Linked DNA regions of Cricetulus griseus: region 2 is linked to region 1. The links are chromatin contacts, called in public Hi-C maps. All regions are on one chromosome and are shown on one strand. The core of a region is the stretch at or near the end of the contact, and the rest is flanking DNA. Distances in the headings are between cores, read along the strand shown. Region 1 holds the start of Pbx1 (pre-B-cell leukemia transcription factor 1). Region 2 overlaps Pbx1 (pre-B-cell leukemia transcription factor 1).

Evidence for each region. A called contact is a pair of places that touch in the nucleus more often than the background predicts.
Region 2: a contact with region 1 is called in a Hi-C map of the CHO-K1 cell line, with 5 times the contacts expected there. The contact joins the enhancer-like site here to the promoter of Pbx1 in region 1. A contact is called at or near these places in 3 of 8 Hi-C or Micro-C datasets (the CHO-K1 cell line and fibroblasts).

Annotation. Positions count from the first base shown.
Region 1 is chr5:24,286,206-24,293,596 of CriGri-PICRH-1.0, reverse strand. It overlaps Pbx1 (pre-B-cell leukemia transcription factor 1), which reads right to left and starts at 3,668. Exons shown (of 9, transcript XM_027417092.2): 1 at 2,756-3,668. The coding sequence starts at 2,946.
Region 2 is chr5:24,490,742-24,497,947 of CriGri-PICRH-1.0, reverse strand. All of the region lies in intron 2 of Pbx1 (pre-B-cell leukemia transcription factor 1), which reads right to left. Among named protein-coding and RNA genes, the nearest start is that of Pbx1, 200 kb to the right of the region's middle. Within about 2 kb of position 1,612, at least 2 of the 6 cell types and tissues checked have open chromatin away from gene starts, as enhancers often do. A contact at or near this core is called in the CHO-K1 cell line and fibroblasts, where this site is marked.

The sequences.
Region 1 (7,391 bases), core at 2,419-4,918:
GATGCCCCTGAATTCTCATAAACATAAGATGCTTGAAAGGTCTTGTGAGTAGAACTGTCAATTTATAAAATTTCAGTCCCCAAGTTAAAGAGTATGGAAATGTGTTGCCAGGGGGCAAACATACCCAGATGGGGAATAAATTCATTTCTCTGTGTTCACATTATGGCTCTTGTGCGCACACGGCTTATTTGCAGGTGTTGAAATTCAATTATTTACAATTAGGACCTTGCACCCACCGGGGAAAAAATAAATACAATTTTGCCTTTTAGATTAGTGATTTACCTGGTTCCTGTGGTTGTGCATGTTTGTACTCAGAATGCACTTGAGGGACAGAACAATGCCCTTCCTTCTAGTTTATTATGGACTCACTTAGCAGAATGATATTGTTTTGGAAACAAAATACTGATCTTATCAGCTACTAGCTAAGGGAATTCTGTTTACTAACTAAATGTACGTGTAAAGATAAGCAGAAAACCCTGGCACTCAAAACACATTCAATTCTTTTTCAATCAGTTTTAAAGTTTAAAAAAAAAAAAAAAAAGATACATCTTCCAGAGGAGCAGGGATTACATACACTCTATGCTGTGTAGCAAGAGAATAATAAACTCAAAATTCAAAATGCACACATACACATCATCTAAAATAGTCATAGCTTACTTTCTGAATCAACAAATATGTACTACAAAGGAAAGAGCTTAATTGTCTAAGTAGCTACATACTGTTTCAAGAAAAAAAAAAGAGGTTAGAAATTTTTTTTAGTTCTCAGGAGGGGTTAAAAACAGACTGAAAACATTTCAATACATTGAAGATATTTTCTGGGTCTTTAAAAACACTTCTCACTCATCCGTTTTTGTTTTTGTTTTTAACACAGGCCCAAATGCAAAGAATTGGCAGCCTCATCTAGAAGCTTTGCTTCCCCACACTACACAAATGGGGTTGGAGAGAGACAACTGTATTCTTCCCGGTCCCCAAACTGCATCTGATCTTTCTCAGCATCTAGGCCATTAAAGGGGATACCCGCTGAGAAGTGTTTGTCCTCAGTTTCACAAAAAGAGAGAACAGAAAAGTATCGAGGATCCAAGCTCACTGGCCTCTTCCACTTCATGAACTTGTGATCAAACCAGTTTATCAGTGGTGTCTGAGTGTATTTTTCTGGAACAATGTTATGGAGAAATCTGTTCCAATTCAAGAGAGAATTGCCAGTGGGGAGCCTCTTGTTTGCCATACCCATTAGCTTTTCTTTGGATAATAACATTCAAAAAGAGCACCAATTAATTTTTCAAAAATCTTTCCCCTCCACCATTAAAAGCATGAAAATAGTTTGGGGGGAGTCTTTTAACATTACCAAGTTTTCAGGCGCCCTAAGCCTTAGCACTTTTAAGTTTACATGTTCCATGTGTTAGCAGCTAAAATAAGTGTAATTCATAACATGCGTGCTTTTAGCTGCTTCCTCTTATTTTCTCAAGGCTCTGTTTCCCTTACATAAAATTCATATTATGTGTTATCCACATAACTAAGTCACATAAGGGCTAGTCATTTTGTAATGTTTTAAAAATTCCAAAGCAAAATAGAAAGCACTCGAAAAATTAACAAAGCTGAGTGATTGTGTGGACATATGTGACCATTGGATTTTTTTTTTAATCCTTCCTATCTGAGTTGGGCCTTGGGCAAGCTGTTAGTGGCTTTGCCACTTAACCTGTGTTTTCATTTTGAAAGAGGATTTGCTGTAAAAATCCTAGAGTCAAGAACCTGGTGGTGGGTTCAGTTAAGGAAGCCCCAGTTTCATAGTTATATTCCTTCATGTCTTGTCCTACTGAAATACATGAAATTCATACATGCCTTCATTTCAATTCAGTTGCACTCTAAGTGATCCTGGAAAAGGCATGGGGCAGAGAATATACTTGATATCTGTTCCCATCCTTTATACAGGACCACACATATGTGTCTGTCCTGGGAAGGTGAGAGAACACCAACTCAAATTAAGAGACAATAAAGTTAAACTCAAAATCCGAGTCTTCTATAACTAACAGTCCTCAGAGCAAAATTATCTTCCCTTTCTTCCCATTTTCTTTTTCTAAAAACCAAAAGGAGTGATTGTAAGATATTTTCTTACTGTCTGACATCTAACACAGAACTACCCTGCTTTTTGTTTGTTTGTTGTTTTTGTTTGTTTTGGGTGGGGAGTGAGGAAAAAAAAAGACCAAAAAAAAATTATGGAGGGATACATGAAGAAGGAAAATCAAACTTCCTGAATTATCTAAGTAAGGAGTCAGTGGCCTCTGCAAATAAAGTGTTCTTGGGACATTTTTTATTTTGTCATGTTCCGAAGTCCCTCAACTACAGAAGGCAAGGAATGCCGCTCGGAACTTGACAATTCTGCTTCCCTCATACACTTTTTTAAAGCAGTTTAAAAAAAAAAAAAAAAAAAAAGTGCCGAGGGCCGCTTTTGGATTAGTTGGCAGCATTTTCGGCGTGGCTGCGTGTTTGTGTGCATTCATACAAATACCTCTAACAGACACACACGCACAATATCTACACACTGACACATCACCGCACGGGCGATCACACTTTCGATAACAACGCTCCTTTAAATTTTACTCCTCCGCCATGGAGTTGCTTGTTAAAATGAGAAAAGAAACAACATTTTTAAAAGAAAGCGCTGTAGTGATTCGGTTCCCATTGTTTCCCCCTGCGAGAGGGAGGAAAAAAAAAAGAAAGAAAAGAAAAGAAAGGCAAAGAAAAGCCTCCATCTCACCTGGCCTGCGCTTCATCCAAACTCTGGTCTGTGATGGTCATAATTTGCTGTAAAATGTCCCCGATGTCCTGCTTCCTCCCGCCCTCCCCCTCGGTCCCTCCGGCCCCATCCTGCAAGTGCTGGGACAGGCCGGGGTGTCCGGCCATCCCGACCCCAGCGTGGGAATGCATCAGCCTCGGCTGCTCGTCCATCTCCGAAGGCTCCGGCAGCCCCGGCTCTTCCTCTTCGGCTCCTCGGCTCGGCGCCTGGAAAGCACCGAGGCTTTTTATCCTTCAAGCTGTCTTCAAATCCTTTTCAGGATAAACAGGGACCGGGGTTTAAAAAAAAAAAAAAAAAAAAAAAAAAAAGACCAAAAGGGAAAAAAAAATCTCTTTGCCTCTTTAGAGGATGGTGGGAGGATGGGGAGGGGGAGGGGGGCGTGAAGGGGTTGCGGGGTGAGGGTGGGGATAAGGGCTGGTGGGGAAGGGTGTTGACTCCAAAAAAGCAAGAAAAATAAACCTCCTTCCCACTTGGCGAAAAGAAATCAGAGCTGCCTTTGGGTTTTTCAGTCCGATCTCCTTTGCAAGGCAGAAATGGGCTCCCGGCGCTTAAATCTGTGGCTTAATCCTTTTGCAAATATGCATTGACCGGGAGAAAGGAGAGGAAGGCAGGGGGATTGCAATGCAAACTTTCCCCCCCCACCCCCGCCTGCCCCACCCCCACTCCGGGCCAGAGTGATCTCAAAGGGGGTGGGCTGTAGCAGAAGCCAGATCTCCCCCAGCCGTGGCGGCAGGCAAAGCCCAAGCTCTCTCCTCCTCCGTGTCTCTGCAAACTCCAGCAGCCCCGTCAGCCTCCTGCTTTTGTTTAGCCCAGGCTCAGGACTCCAGAAACATATACAGAAAAACCACAGCCTGAGAGGAGGAGGAGAAGGAGGAGGAGGAGGAGGAGGAGGAGGAGAAGAAGGAGGAGGAGGATGAGAAGGAGAGGGGAGGGGGCCGAGGGAAGGGGGGAGGGGGCGGAGAGACCAGGAGGCCGGGGCCAGCGGAGGGAGGAGGGCTTCAGAGCCCCGCCCCCGTCTCTGATTGGCCAGTCTAAAGAAACGGCCTCTTCCTCCTACTACTTTCCACCCTGCTCCTCCTCCTCAGCCTCCTTCAGCTCCTCCTCGCCCGGGCGTCCTGTCAATCAGAGTTTAGAGGTGGGCCGGGAAGGAGGCGGGGCTAAGAGCAAGTCTCCAGTCCTTAAAGGTGCAGAGAGAGGCTAGCTCCGACTCTTGTCTTGCTTGCCTCTCTTAGGCTGCGTCCTTGAGGAAAACGTGGCTCCGCTTAAAAGCAAGACTGTAAAATTAACACGAAAGCATGCAGACGGTGTGGATCCCTCCTCCCCACCCCTCCTTCGCCTACGCAGTGACGCTGCCGCAATAAACTTGGTTCTCTGAAATCCTTAAACCTCGGAGAAACTGTTGAGAGCAAAACTTTGTAGTGTGACGTAGTTAGTAAATGAAATCAAGCTGCTAAGATAGTTCATAATGATCCCTAACAGATGAAAGTCGAGACAGTAGGTAATTTGCAAAGACTCAACTCCAGGCCAGCAAAAAAATAAATAAATAAATACAGATTGCTATTAACTGTGGACTAAAACCAAATAAAACTCAAGAAAAAGACTAATAAATAAGTTCACCAAATGAAAAGAATTCAACATTTCTCTTCCCCCTGAGGGAAGTTGATTATTTGGCTTAAACACTTAATAAAGGATTGTATTGTCACAGTCTGGTTCTAGTTTTTAATATAGTCTAATAAGCATTAATAACAGGGAGAAGAAGGAAACTGACATTTATTGAATGCCTACTATGCACAAAGTAATTTACTTGAGTTATTGTATTTAATTCCCAAGATATCTCTGTGAATTATGGAATAATATTATTCGCATTTCACAGAGAAGAAACTTAGAAAAGTTAAAGAATTTGTCCAACGTCCATAGTTATGAAGCATGAGAGCTGGAATTCATACCCAAGTTTGGCTCTTTCCAAGGATGAGTGAGTCTATGTATAGTAGGCCTCAAATCTAAGAGATACATGTGAATATGGTCAAAGTTACTTGTGTGCCTTGTTTGTGTGTAGCTTGAAAACAGACTTAAGTACTTAGAAGAACAGATATTAAAACAAGAGGGCTGGGATTGAAAATACATAGGCAAAAAATAATTGAATTAGCCAGGCAGTGGTGGCTCACGCCTTTAATTCTGGTACTGGAGAGGCAGAGGCTGGTGGATCTCTGTGATTTCGAGGCCAGCCAGGTCTACAGAGTGAGTTCCAGGACAGGTTCCAAAGCTACACAGAGAAACCCTGTCTTGAAAAACCAGAAAGATAGACAGACAGACAGATGAAGCCAGTAATTCCTGCCTGGGATAATCTACATTTTTTTGTTTTGTTTTGTTTTCCTTTTAGTCCAGCTAACAGGGGAATCTAAATGGGGACATTTTCTCAACACTCATAAGATAAAAACAAAACAAACAAAAACCCACCAATCACTTAGGCAAGCCCAGGACTGCTTTGGAAGTTAAAACACTCTTGTGTATCCTGTGCTGTTCCAGCATGACTCTATATGGCCAGCCTCAGTATGCCCAATCAGCAGAATGGGACATCACCTAGCCACGCACTTGGAGCTCCTCAAATAGAATGCTCTTCTCTTCATCAACCATTATGCAAACACTTGGCAAGATAAGGGGCCCTTAGGGAAGCACTTCAAAGCAACTCTTAACATGCTCATTGGCACCCATTGGTATAAGGGCATGCAGTAGTGTGTATTAACTGTACTGATAATGCCATATTACTTAATAAAAGTGGTTTTATTCGCACACATATCTTGACTTGTAAGCTGATGCTTTAATCAACACTAATCAGAAGTTGAGTAAAACTTAAAATCATATGTCAATCTCAGCCTATGTGGTCTCATATATCCCTTGCCTCTTACAACATGAGGTTGAAGAGGAGCCTATAAGAAATCAGTTTTGAAGCAATTAATTCTGAGTGATGAACCTAATAAAACATTACCAAGCCAAGGACTGAGAGAGGCACCATACACACTCTAAGATCAGTATCGTCTAGAGTCATTTTGCTAGGGGAATTAGAGATGTGTACAATATTAATTGTACAAATGACTCCTATTTACTAACCTAAGCTTTTCTGTTCAAGGTACTGAGTTAGCTCACCACAACGATCTGGTCTCAGTTCTTAGGCATTTAACTATGACTCCATATAGTTGCCCAAATACATTTCAATATAAATAAATGGTATACTAGAGAAACCACACACTACAAAAGAGATGAAAGAAAGTGAAAACTGCTTAGAGTAAATGTTAGTGGGATCTGAGGTGGGTCTGAAGGACACATTGGAACTGGAAGGCAGGGTTAACATGTGCTTCAGGGGTCTCTTTGCACACAACAGAAGTAATGGTAAGTCTACACAACAGAAGACTGCACAGGCATCGCTGTCAGCATTGTGCTTTCTCTGGTAGACACTGAAGTCACATGAGAGACCGTTTCAATCATATGAGCGGGTAGCATGGCTAGTTTATACAGTTGTCCAAACCAACAGGTAAATGGTTATCAGCTTGCCCAAATTGTCTGGGGGTGGGGGCCGTGTAAAATCCATTAGGAAGGAGGCAAGAGAAATGGGAAGGCAAGGACGATGCTGAGACCATATCAAGATGGCGCCACTGTGAGAACTGACTTGATATGGGTGAGGAAGAGAAAGGGAATGGCCTCCAGCCTGGAGCAAAGCAGCACTGATACCATGAAAATTATAGCTGGAATATGACTTATCCAGTGCTGAGTCTCTTGTAGGCTTTTGTAACAAGTTACCACTTAATTTGGCTAATTTAAGTCCCATTTTTGACACCTCCCTACTTTGTGGTGAAGATGTAAATTTCCTTGAATTACTAGACAAATACAGACTGGCATCACTCAGTGTCTAACTGGGATTCATTCCATCCTTCTGTGACTGTTTTGTTGTATGGGCATAGATTGTATTCAACACACGAAGTTACTCTGTCACCAGGTCATACAGTCTTGTGTGATCATTCTCTATACACTGTCTTCTGAAGCATGATTGTACAAATGTTGCAAAAAGTCCTGATTTTTTAATGCAAATAAAGGAATTCAAAGGGAGCAAACACCTTAGGTGAAATAGAACGACTAGGATCGCATTAGAGAAATTTGAAAAGTAGGTTCTAAGGAAAAAAAAAATTCTATGTGCAATTTCCCAACTTTATGAACCGTGACAGAAGATGGATACTGTTTTTTGTTTCTTCAGTATTCAGACAACAACACTTTCCTTATAATCGCTGTGTTGCAAATTCGTGCTTAAAGGAACTGAGGCCGGCTGAGTCCTGCTTTCCAGATGTGAGTGTCAAAATTTTACCCAGTAACAAAGCAGCTCTCAGTCCAGCCCATTTCTAACGTGCCACAAAGTCATGCCATCATGCTTACCTCTGTGAGAAGACTAGGTGACGCTGAGGGTTCTCGCTCAAACTTCTTCAGATCTTAGTAGGACACACTGTTCATTCGTAGTCACCTAAGGAAAAAAGGACAAGGTGTAGGGCAATGCGTGAAAGGACGTCACTCCATTCTCTAGCAACCAGGGCATGGATCTACTGGTACTGTA
Region 2 (7,206 bases), core at 363-2,862, 210 kb before region 1:
ATCAGCTTGCCCAAAATGGTCTCCACAAATTTCACCCATAGTGCTGTCCCTCCAAAGACCTGGGTGATCACGACAGCAGCAAGCTTGCTGGGTACCGGTTCTCCACATGGCCCACACCTCAGATACAGAGAGTCAAACAGAACGAAGATGACTATTCAAGATCATGGTGGAAGGAGCTATTTCACTCAGTGAACTTGGCAGCATACATAATGGGCTGATGATGAAAGAACCCAAGTATCCTTAATGACTCTTTTTTTGTGGGAATTAAACTTTACATATCAACTTACAAAATTTAGTGTGGTTGCTGTGAATGCTCCATAGATGGTAATGGGGGGCTAAGCCTTTTTTTGCTGGTGCTTGAACTGAAGTACACAGGACACAGAACTAGCTCTGCAGGTAAATTAAGTTGGGGTTCCTTCTCCCCTCTTCTGGTCTCACAGCTGTTTCCACTGGTGCCCAGGTAGCGGGGTGGACAAACAGACATTAAGGGGCAGCCTGTAGTCTCACAGGGTAGAGGTCAATGTCAGCTTCTCTGCTGCCTTTTACAAAATTCCTTTCTGTTTTTCCTAAACAAGTTACACCAGTAAAACTGATAGCATGGTGTCATTTCCACAGCTTCAAAAATACCCCCTTCTGTCCTAACATAGACAAAAAATTCACAGAATTCTTCGACTACCACACCTCCAAAAGTTACAGTAAGGGCCACAGTCCTCTTGAAAGGTGAATCTCCCTTTGCTTCCAATGCTGGAAGATGGAGCTGGATGCTGCTCTTCCTGATAGCACAGTGATGATCAGCTGGTACCACACCTTGGTTTTCAAGTTCAGCATCCCGGCTAGGATGACCTTTTAGTTCCTGGCTCTCTTTCTGCTTTGCAAAACAGAACTCCATCACCATCCCTCTGCCACCAAGATGACCTCTGAGCTCTCAGAAACAGTGTAGAGAAAGGCAGCTTGATGGCTCCAATGAACGATGTGCCTAGCTCTTCTGTCAAGGTTCTATAATATTTGTAGAACATATATTCCTTCTCCCTACAGCAAAGTTAAAATGCTATAAAACACCTCATCTTTGAAAGTTACCTCTAAATGGGCACTGGAGCCATGATGACATTAGAAAATAAAGCAACTAGCTTAAGATTACACAACGCAGTGTGAATGGAACATAAGCAGTGTGAATCGCCCTTAATCGGCCCTTCTTCTAGCCAGGATCCCGAGATACAGTGATTGGTCCAGATCTAGAGACTTCTACTTTAGGCCAATGACAATACTAATGGTTTTAAAACTCTGGATGGCCATGACATGTGGTGGATCATCTGTCCAGAAGTTAAGTGATAGGAATACAGTGTGCGTGCGTGCGTGTGTGTGTGTGTGTGTGTGTGTGTGTGTGTGTGTACAAAACAAGAAGCAGGCATTTCTGTAATTCTTCCCTCCTGCAGGTCACTCCTGTGGTCCTGTGCTTGGTCCTGTGCCTACACTCCAGAAACACTGTAGTGGGCGCTGGTGTCCTGTGACTAACTACTCAGGTTTTCCTCATGAAAAGTAGCATTGCCATTAGTCTCATGACCCAAACACCCCTGAGACTGTTTCAAAGATGCTAAAGCAAACGTCAAGGAATGGTTTCTCCAGTTACTCATCTGATTGCTAAGCATTTACGCAATTTATGTGGTGAATGAAACATAGCCACCATCTGAGAATGGCAGCTTTCCCTTGTTTCCCTGATGTGTATAGGGCACTTGGAGTGCACAAAAACGTAAGACCACGAATCCAATACAGGCATTCAGTCTGAAATGTTGGCCCAGCTGTTGAAGCTCCAGCTCGCATACATAAGGGTGGACACACTGGTCTCAGATTCCTAAATTCTTCACAATGAAAGAGGAGAGACTTAATCCTTATACAGCAAAGACTCCCTAGTGCTCAGATTGGTTTAAAATTTTGCAGTCACTTCTATTGCTTTGCTTTGGTGTGTAAAATTCACTGTAGTTGCTTTTGGATTTTTCTTTCAGTGACAAATTAATTTAAGTTTACAAGGAAAAGAAATCCCTAGGGGTAGAATTCATCCATTTGAAGAATATGCTGATTTTTAAGAAACTATGATTTCCCTAGAAACCAAAGAGCAGAGTTTAAGGAGGGAAAGAGGACTCGGGTGGGGGGAGTCTTTTTAGGAGAGGGAGATAAAATAACTCACAGAATGTCTCTGGATCAAGAGGCATGACAGGGACAGATGTCCTAGCGTTGAGGACAGAGTACTACACCATGTCCCTTCTGGATCACATCACAGCACCTTGTCTCATCAACCATATGGTTCTGCAGGGGTGACCATGCCCTTTACACCTGAGCCACACCCAGATTCTTGGGGATTGACATTCTCTGCTCCCACAAAGAAAGGCAGGGATGGAAGAGGAAAAGGAGCCCAGCTCTGGTGAACTGTGATCAATGCCTAGAGATTTATAGCAATTCATTCATGGACCAGTTCCTTTTTTTATGAAATATACTTAATTTGTTTATCCATTACACTTAAAAAAAAGCATTATTGAAAGTAGGCTGGTTGATTAAGTTTACAAAAAGTACTTGCCTTATAAGCATGGAAACCTGAGTTCAATCCCTAAGAACCCATTGGTAGGGGGAGGGGTATACTCTTGTAATCTCAGCACTGGGAAGGGAGGCAGAGACAGGTAAATCCCCAGAGGCCTACTGGCCAACAGGTCTAGACTAATTGATGAGTTATAGACTCTGTCTCAAAAAGCAAGATGAAAAGGTAGAGACAGGATTCCCGAGGAATGATAGCCAAGGTTGTGCTTTGTCACACACACACACACACACACACACACACACACACACGCGCGCGCTATATACACACTTTCACAAACCATTCCCTGAGTGGGTACTATGTCCTAGACGGATACTGATGACACACAAATACAATGACTAAAGGCATTCCTGACATGGACAAATGGTTGCATGGGAAAGACAGACAAACGAGACTATTGCTAGAATTCAGCTCGTAGAACATAGCACAGTGGATGAAGTTTCCTCACCCAACCACCTCACAGTTAAGGAAATTGCACCTCATCATAATACTTTACTGGAGCCTAGGCTGCCCATGTGTTTAGATACACCAACAGAACCCAAAAACATGTTCATGCAGAGCTTGACAGAGGCAGATGCTGGAGGTTCCCTGCAACTCCTCACCATCCACAGAACCTTGTACCATTCAACCTAGCAACAGTGCATAGGATTTCAACACTGAAGAGCCACAGATAAACAGAATCTAGGGGCTGCATCTGGGGATGAGGTACCCTCACCCTATGAGAAATGAGAATCCCGACGGTGCAACAGATAGGAATCAGAGTAAACTCACTTCCCAGACAGGTGTCCCCAACACACTTCCTCGTGGTGGACAAGCAAGAGCTGTAGAGTGTTGCACCCAGGCCACAAGCCGCCCACCAGACCAGTGTGGGCTGGCAGAGTGGATTCTAACCTTCTGAGGCATCAAAGCTGACTTCTTTGGCTGTGAGAAAGCATTTACTCAGTTTAAGCAGACATTTTCCCCCTGTGGTTGGGCTGTCTGGAGTCTTTGGCTGACAAGTTCACCACACACTCAACTTGATGTGCCAGAGACCTTACTAACTCAGCTCTCAAGACAGTGCACTGCAAACCCCATCAGGGGTCCCAAGTCTGGGGCGGTGGTCTTTGCTTTGCAGGGGCTCCTGCAAGCTGAAGTCCAAGCCTCTGAATAACTTGTTTCGTCCATTCATAGGGAAGCAAAGGAAATATCTGAGCTGCTAGCAGAGAAACTGAGAGAAAAAAAATAGCTGCCATGAACACGCCATTCCTTACTCATCCCAGGCCAAGTAGAAGCCACATACCCTGACCCCAAAGTGAGCTTCCTCAGCATGGTAAGGCCCAGACCCCAACCGGCAATAATTCTACATATAAACAACTCTTGCTAGGCATGAAGCACACACCAGACAGTAATCAGCTTATCTAATAGAACAGGCCTCTTTTCCTACCACAGAGGAGGATTAGCGGGCTTGAATTACAGCCGTGAAGTGTAATCAAGCCTGGATCGACACTGGCAAAGGATACTGTATATTCCTGCTGGGCCGAGCGTTGTTGGCGCAACATGGTGTACCTACAGGGGATGAACAGGAAATGCTTGCCATGGTAATTATGCCGGGAGGTAGCAATTGAGAAGTGGGGAAAAGCTAGTGTTGTGGGAGGAAAACGAGATGGCAGCTGATGCCCACTCCCTAGACTCTTTCCAGTCTTTGGAAGGTCTCACAGTTACTGCATCTGAGCAGATTTTTCTTGCCCATTATAAACAGACTGTTCCCCTAAGCCATAGCAAGGGGAGACAGATACCCTAGCTAACTTGACCACAGAAACATCTGCAGAGTTTTATCTGCAGAGTGGAACTTGCAGCCTCCAACCATACTTGATATGGTTTGACTGAGTGCGGCCCAGCTGACAAGGAGTTACAAAGAAATGGGTACCAGAACTGAGAAATAAAGAAAAAAAAACACATAAAAATTGTAAATCCCATCCTCACCTTGAAGATGCCAAAACCAAGCCAAAGCAGATGGTGCCTGCCTTTTCTAGCTCCCAGATGGAAGCACCCCCACCTCACTTGAGATTCTAGGATCTCAAACTATGTTTGGGGGCGGGGGAGGCATTATTTACTTAGCACGTTCCTTTGACAGGAGGCAGCATGATTTCTGAAGTCCTAAATGGCCTCCTATGATGCTTGAGAAGGGAAACATTTTCACTTCCATGTCATTTGCTTGTAAATTTTAAGCCATCCTCTTCATAGAAACTGGTCATCCTCTCAAGCTAAGAAACCATTCTCTTCTGCATCTCTTAACAAAAAAGCAACCATTTCCCCTTTGCAACTCCACATCTGTATTGTCATCTATTTTGTCCTCCTATTCATATTTCTTTAAAGATCAAAGAGTCCTCCTAAGGAAGCTGCCTCCACTGACAGGGCATTGTGTGTCTCAGTCTTTCCCTAAGTCTAATTGTTTGGGTACAAACTTGTTACTCATTCTTCGAGGCTGCAAGGTGGTCTCTACCACACCTGCACACCATAAGTCAAATCTTTCTTTAACCAATTCTCTCTAACAGTTGCTCTGTAATACCCTTCCAACATCTGACACTTATTTGAGACTCTTCAGCATCCCGGGCTCTTGAACTTGCTATGCAGTCCAAGATGACTTTGAACTTCTGATCTTCCTGCTTCCACCCGAGGGCTGCCACTACAGGTGAGTTCCAGCATGCCCAGTTTATGTGATGCTAAGGGCAGAATCCAGAGCTTCAACATGTGAGGTACTCACTCTACCAGGAGCTACACATCAGTCCCCAACATGTAGTTCTTTCCCATACAGTTAAAAGAGCAGGCAACTGGAGTGACAGTGTGGCACTCCCCTGGAGAAGGACCATGATAAGAAAATAGGGTGTGTGTGTGTGTGTGTGTGTGTGTGTGTGTGTGTGTGTGTGTGAGAGAGAGAGAGAGAGAGAGAGAGAGAGAGTGAATGAGTGTGTGTGAGTGTGTGTATGTGTGAATGAGTGTGTGTGTGTGTGTGTGTGTGTGTGTGTGTGTGTGTGTGTGTGTGTGTGTGTGTGTGTGTTTGTGTGTGTGTTGCAGTGTTAGCGGCATGTGAAGCTGAATACTCAGTTCAGGAAGAAGCTTTTATTCCCCGAGTGCCACAGTACTGGAGGGAACTTCAACTCATTTAAAACTGCAACTAAATGACTCCAGTATTCAAAATTATGTCATCAGCACAGGCTAAGTGAGTACAACAGCTCTTCCAAAGCCACAGAATGCAAGAAGGAGCCAAGAACTGCCTTTGTAATACATTAAGCTGATCTGGACATGCAATAGTTTTGATATGGAGGGCAGGCTGAGGCTGCTACTCAGAGCTAGATGTGATCACATCTGAGAAAACCAGACCCCGAGTGGGAGAGCCTTCCCTGGTCCTGAGGCAAAAAGGAGCAGGCAGCTCCTTTTTCGGACAGTATGATCACTTATCATCAATCAGGCCCCGTGTGTGTGCTTGCATGTACGTGTGTGTGTGTGTGTGTGTGTGTGTGTGTGTGTGTGTGTGCATTCGTGTCTGTGCTCAAGTGTGTGCATGTGTATGTACTTGCTCAGACCTCTTATCCAGCCATGACACCACAGAGCCTTGCATTTCAGGCTTCAATCCATGTTTCTACACAAAAGCATGTGGGCAAGGCTGCAAAACCCCACCACACTATCTTCTCAGAGGTTTCAGATAAGCGGGCTGGGGAGAGGACCCTAGTACTCATAGTTCTGTTCTAAGCCTCAATCTTAGTTTTCCACATTATCTGTGACTCTGGTAGCAGAGGTCACTCTGCACTGAAGTGACTAAGCAGAAATCTATAAAATTGGTCACAGCCTTTACCTTCAGGGCATCTTGTGAATTTTATAACCACGCCCTAAAGAAGTCTTCTTAAATTTATCTTCCTAGCTGATGTCGCCTGTTTGACTAGAATTTAAGCTGTTGGAAGGGGCTTTAAGCCTTTTTTTCCCCCAATAGAGACTAAAAAGAAATGTGTTACTCAACCCCAAGGCTCATGACAAAGAACCCAGTAGGGTGAATCCTATCTCAGTTATACACTGTGGTGGGAGCCTTCCTGAGAAAGGGTGTTGCTTCTAAGTTTCCTACCTGTGGCTAAAATGGATTTCACGGAACTTTGGATGAGGGACCAGGTGATTTCCTGGGAACGCATAATCAGACCAAAGACCTCTTGAATTCTGATGAGGTGATCCTGTGTCTCACTCTCTTGGGATAGGATCCAAACTGGAATTCAGCTCTATCTTCTCCAACCAAGAGCTTTCATTTCTGCATTCCATTCTCCTTCCCTCATGGTCTCCCAGCCCCCCTTCCGGTCTGGAGGCCCAATCCCCATTTCAGGCAGACAGGTCTGGAGGGGGCAGATGGGTAATTTTTTCCTTTCAGCTTTAATGGCTGCTATTAACAATAAGTTGCCCTGCCCTACTAATGGCTCAACTTTCAGCTTTCCCTCTGATTGCCTGTGAGTAACACTGTGTCACATGAGCTGTGTTTAACAGAGGTGTAATAAATGCCAAAGAAGAAATATTACCCAAAATAAAAAATAGTTTGTCCCAGTGTGGCCAGGAGCTCATGACTCCCAATGACACTCATTTCAGCTTCCAAAGCAATTTCCATT